2 separate regions of the Mus musculus genome follow, and region 2 is linked to region 1. Evidence: chromatin contacts called from public promoter capture Hi-C data. All regions are on one chromosome and are shown on one strand. The core of a region is the stretch at or near the end of the contact, and the rest is flanking DNA. Distances in the headings are between cores, read along the strand shown. Region 1 holds the start of Herpud1 (homocysteine-inducible, endoplasmic reticulum stress-inducible, ubiquitin-like domain member 1). Region 2 holds the start of 9330175E14Rik (RIKEN cDNA 9330175E14 gene).

Region 1 (2,700 bases), core at 58-2,557:
TGCAGGGTGTCCTCCAGAGAGACGCTGACGTCTCAGCCCCAGAATGTGATGGCATTTAGAAATATCTTTGTGAAAGATAATCGTTAAGATGAGGTCTTTAGCCACGACAATGCGAATGATACCCTTATAAAGGGGGCAGGGGAGAGACTGGACAGAGATACGCATAAAGATGATGCAGATACACTCACACCCGTGTATGTGCACGCACACAGGTGCACACCCGGAGAATGCCATGTGATCGGAAAGCTCGAGATTGGAAAAATACTCCCCAAAGCTAAGAAGTCCCAAGGACAGTTAGCAAACCTGCAGAACTTAGGAGAGTGGTACAGATTCTGCCCCCAAAGAAAGCAATGCTGCCCTAACCCCTGGTCGCAGACTTCCAGCCTCTACAGCTTCAAAATAAACTTCTGTTGCTCGAGCCTCCAGTTTACGACACTTTCTTATGGTTGTGTGACAAACTCACATAACCATCTCCCGAACAGGACTCTCCTATCACCTCTCTGACCTCTGTAAGCTCTGGACATGGCTGAAAACCCAGGTATCCCAACAGGATTGGGACAAAGATGGGCCGGAGCAATGCCAGTTTTGTTTTTCAAACTCAGAGGAAACACTGGAGCACTGCCTCTGGTCAGATTTCAGGTATCTGAGACCACTGCTGTGCTTGTCGCAACCCCAATTTAAAAGCAGCAGATGTTGTTAGTTCATAAATGATGACCCTTTCCAGTGTCTCCTAGAGGGTTTGTCAATCAAGAGGCACTTAGTGCCATTACTATAAGGGGTATGTTCCACACTTGATGCATCGTTAAATTTGCTGCAGGCACATTGGAAAGTGCCCGAATCCTTCATCCTCTCAGCTCAGAGCAACACAGGCCTGGTTTCTCTTCGCTTCTAAGGCCTGGTTAGTTCGTAAGGCTTCCCTGGATGCCAGGCTGCGCAGCCACCAGGGAAAATGCAAGCGGACAGACGTATGCCCAGGCGCCTGGGGTCAGAAAGGGCGGAGGGCCGCTTTGTGAGGGCACAATTTGCAGAGCCTGCTGATCTTGGGAGTCAGGCAGGCCGCCAGGCTCAGGCACCGCACGCATCCCGCGCTAAGGAGCCTGAACAGGACCAGCGCCCCAGAGGGCACCCTGACATGGCCGCCGAAGACCCGCTCCCGCGCCGCTGTCGGGACTCAGGATGACGCAACCACGGCGGGTTGCATCAGCCCGCACCCCCGCGCTTAGCCCGCCTCTCCGCCGCCTTTCTCCGGGCGCTGATTGGGCCACGTTGGACACTGACCTCTGTCTCAGCCAATGGATGGCAGCCACAGAGAGCGCTATCTGCGGAGCCCTGGCACGGGGCGCCCATAAAAGGTACCCGAGACGGGGGCGCGTGTCCCAAAGACGCCAAGTGTCGTTGTGTGGTCTCAGACGGCTGCGTCGCCGCCCGTTCGGCATCCCTGAGCGCAGTCGAGCCGCCAGCGACGCAGACATGGAGCCCGAGCCACAGCCCGAGCCGGTCACGCTGCTGGTGAAGAGTCCCAATCAGCGCCACCGCGACTTGGAGCTGAGTGGCGACCGCAGTTGGAGTGTGAGTCGCCTCAAGGCCCACCTGAGCCGAGTCTACCCCGAGCGCCCGGTGAGTGGGACCCCGGGGTGCCACGCCTGCAGGGTTGCCTGAACTCACCTGTCACACACCACAGGGCGCGAGTCTCCTTCCTGCCCAACCGTCTCCTGTGCCCCTCTGCTCGCCCTAGCGCTTGTCATCTCTTCTGGGCCTCCACCAGTCCGCGCTTGCCCTCTTCTAGCCCCTCATCTCTTCACCTCCCATTACACCTAACTCCCAAGGCTGTCACACATCTGCCCCACGTCCCTGTACCCTCTCCTCATCCTCCCAGGGAAACAGTAATTTGACCTTAATGAGTCATTTCCCCATCCGAGTCCCAGTGACCCTCCACAAACTACTAGGTGACTGACTGGGTGTTCCCAGTTCGGCTTGCATCTGATGGGTAGAAATAAGAAAAGTAAATGTTGCCAAACGAGACTTCTGGGTGTACCGAGGACAGACAGTATATGTGCCAGATTGGGCCATTGGCTAGAGGGTGGGGTGCGTGCCCAGTCACCAACTTCTGAAGGTCCCACGCCCATAGGCTAGACATGGCTCTTCTCCTGCAGCCTTCCGTTGACCGCCCCTCCCTGTCGCGCCGCACTTAGTCTCGGGGAGGAGCCCCCTTAACTTTCTAGCGAAGGATGACTGAGAAAGGAAGCCAGCAGCTGGAGTAGCCCTGAGTCTGATTTGACGACAACCGTGGGTCAGTTAGGAGACTTTCTTGTTCCGTGGGGTTCCCCACCCCTCCCCCTCCCCCTTTGGTTGACACATCTGTCAACAGCTCCCTAGCCCCGCCCACCCCTCCGGTCCCTGCCACGTGACGGAGGCTGTGCGCTGGACCTTCCTGTATTTACTTTGTTCTCTGATGTTATGTAAGTGTCCACGAGTACAGTTCTGGATCCGACAGGAGAGGGCAATCGGGTGGCTGCAGATGGGGACTTTGAACAGTGGCCTTAGAGCTCCAACCGGCAGTGGCGCGTGGGTTTCAGTTTGTTTTTGTTCCGAGTTGTCGGGAAAGTAAACAAGGCTTTTCCTTTTAGAATTGGCGAGGAACTTTATCACTTTGGGTGTAAGCGTCTAAGCCCCTGGAACTGGTCGGGGCAGTGTGTAGGA
Region 2 (2,718 bases), core at 104-2,603, 49 kb after region 1:
TCTCCCCATTCCTCCCCCAGAGCATTCTGGGAAAGTTGCTTCACTGTGGGATGTCACAGAAACCATCCTCAGGAGGAGCCTGGCCTCCTGTTCTGGGACAAAGACAAGAGGCAGGGCAGGTTGTAGAACTTGGAACAGAGACAGGAACTTTCCAGGGCTGACGCTGGCCCTGTAGTCCTTTTCTTACCGCCCACCTCTTTCCATCCCTTATCCCTGCACCAAGCTTTCTTCTGTAGCCTAGGCAACCCTTGCACCCAGGGACCAGCAGAGACACACCTGGAGGCCGCGCTTGTCCAGGTCAGGTCTCAGGTGATGAGCCGCTGTCGCCACTGGACCCTGGACCCAACTCCACGAAGTTTTGCTCAGTGGCTCCTCCTGCCTTCATCCTACATCGTCTCTGGGAAGTGTAGAAAGAAGGGTTGTGCGGGTCCTGCTGCGCTCTGGCCCCACCCACTTCCTGGCAGATGCCCACCTTACCCAGTCTCAGTAGTCAGAGAGGCATGTCCCGCTGCGATCTCCAAGCCGCGGCGGGTTCCGGGCACGCTACTCGCGCGCCCTGGGGCTGGCACTTTGAATCCACGTGATTTCTCGGCAGCGGCAGTAGAGTCTATGAACTAGCGAACAGCGCCCGCTCAGTGGCCACTTTCAGTTTCCACAGAGCGCGGTGGAGAGGGAGCTGAACTGGTGAGTTACCTGCCCAAGCCGGGGCGCGGAGGGAGATCTGTGCCTAGAGAGAGGAGGGGGTGTCAGGGGCTAGGTGGATAGACAAACGGACTGAGGGGCCCGGGTGGGTTGGGGTACTGGTGGCTTAGCAAAATGCAGTCGGACACTGTAATTTGGGGACCACAGAAATTGGAGGGAGTGGCTCAGTTTGGGAAAAAACTTTGTATGTCTGTGCGCCCCCTCTCCTGGTGCCTGCCACACTTGTCATCCCCCACCCCCAACCATACTTTCTTCTTGTTTTTTTTTTTTTCTTTTCAATGCCTTTGCTTTAATAATAATCCAGAAGCCGCCCTGTTTGCTACATATAATTCTGAATTTTCAGCCAAAACAACAAAACAAACAAACAAACAAACAAAACCCCACCTTTTATTAGACAGATAGAATTTGGCTGAACCGTAGCAACTTGCTGTTCTATAGAGGAAAGCTGCGTTCTCTAAGAGTTGCCAACCTCAGGTCGGTGGCTTCTGGCTACCAACATTGTGTTGGAACAAATACTAGATATTAAGGAATGTACAAAAAGACAGGGATCTTTAAAAACAAAAACAAAAACAAAACAGAATATTGTGTTTTAAAAGAGAACGATGTTTCTTGAATGTCCATCACCTGTATTTCTAATGATCATTGAAACTTTCCAGTCACAAGGGTAAGCCTGGGCAGCCTTTTGTCCCTGGCCTACCACAATGCCACGTGGGGTTTAAACCATTTTTTTTCCACTCAGAAAAGCTGAGCTGGGAGCTCTGGGAGGTTCCTGGAGAATTCTGGGTCTTCAGTACTATTGGTATATATTGTCAGGATTCTTCTGAAAAGGGCGGGAGGGGCTTCATACAGAAAAGGTATTTTGAAAATTGACCTTCATGATTGGGGGAAAAGGCTAGAAAATGACCAAAGGTGGGTGTAGCTGAGCCATACCTGCAGCTTTCTCTTCCTGAATCGCTTTCTTGCAAAGAAAGGAAACCCGGAAACCTGCCAGGTTCCCTCTGGGATGTAGCTCAGAGACAGGGCAGACCCTGGTTTGAGTCCCCGGCGCCACAAAAATAAGGCACCAGGCCTGAGCTCCCACCAGAGAACAGAGTGGGCGGGAGTGACTGGAAGTTCATAAGGCCCCTCATGGTGTACTGTCCACAGACCAGCACCAGCAATTATGCCTTGCCTGCCCTGCCTCCAGGACCAGCGCCCATCTGTCTTGGAATAGGACCTCTGGGTGCTCTCAATACTGTGCATCATGACCATGAGTTACGATTTCAGATCTTGGAAGGTTGGTTCCCCATCTATAGTACAGACATTATGTTCAAAATTTATCTCCTGAATCGAGTGAGACGAAATAGAAACAATGCCTCGGCCACAAGTGTGAGGAGCCTGGGGTCCTGATGGGACAAATGCCGAAGCTAAGGGAACGCCTTAGTGCCTTAGTCTGCTTAGTCCGGTCTGCCCAGAAAGCACAGGTTGGCCTGATCTCAGAAGCTAAGTATGCTTAGGCCTAGTAAGCACTTGGTTGGGAAAGTCTGCCTAGACCTGTTCCCGGACCAGCCCGAGGATAGCAGTACCTGGTCAATGTCTATGTGCTCTCTCTCTCTCTCTCTCTCTCTCTCTCTCTCTCTCTCTCTCTCTCTCTCTCTCTCTTTCTCTCTTCCCTCTAGAAAGAGTTCAACAAAACTCTGTAGATTCTCTTCTCCCATATTTTGTGCTGTGTGTTGGGTAAAGAAGACATCCCCACTGCCTCTGAACGTGACCTTATTTGGACACAGGGTGACTGCAGACACTTAAGATGAGGTTGTAGGGTGGGCCCAGTAAGACTTCTGCCCACTAATAGAGGCGATCAGCATATCCACATAGATACCTCAGGAAGGCGGCCATCTTGGGGAGGCAGAGACTGCAACTACAAGCTGAAAGACAAAAATCCCAGCAACCAAAGTGTCCCAATCGGAAAGAGGAAGGCCCCTTTACTAGCATCCTCAGAGGATGCAGACTGCAGAGAATAAAAAAATAAAAAGCCAT

What was found. Capture Hi-C pulls out chosen DNA fragments and counts their contacts.
Region 2: a promoter capture Hi-C map of liver shows a contact between it and region 1. The contact joins the promoter of 9330175E14Rik here to the promoter of Herpud1 in region 1. A contact is called at or near these places in 5 of 39 promoter capture datasets (the 3T3-L1 cell line, the SN4741 cell line, hippocampal neurons and 2 more), 2 of 15 datasets of contacts at CTCF or cohesin (large pre-B cells and pro-B cells), 18 of 484 Hi-C or Micro-C datasets (CD4 T cells, CD8 T cells, LSK cells and 10 more), 9 of 115 datasets of contacts at active chromatin or transcription factors (the 230-238 cell line, CD8 T cells, the SCID.adh cell line and 5 more) and 3 of 9 other capture datasets (adipose tissue, liver and pancreatic islet).

The regions. Positions count from the first base shown.
Region 1 is chr8:94,385,122-94,387,821 of GRCm38.p6, forward strand. Herpud1 (homocysteine-inducible, endoplasmic reticulum stress-inducible, ubiquitin-like domain member 1) reads left to right here and starts at 1,308. Exons shown (of 8, transcript NM_022331.2): 1 at 1,308-1,617. The coding sequence starts at 1,471.
Region 2 is chr8:94,433,750-94,436,467 of GRCm38.p6, forward strand. It overlaps 9330175E14Rik (RIKEN cDNA 9330175E14 gene), which reads right to left and starts at 1,354. Exons shown (of 3, transcript NR_015514.2): 1 at 1,087-1,354; 2 at 478-727; 3 at 1-397. It also overlaps a transcript of Nlrc5 not described here.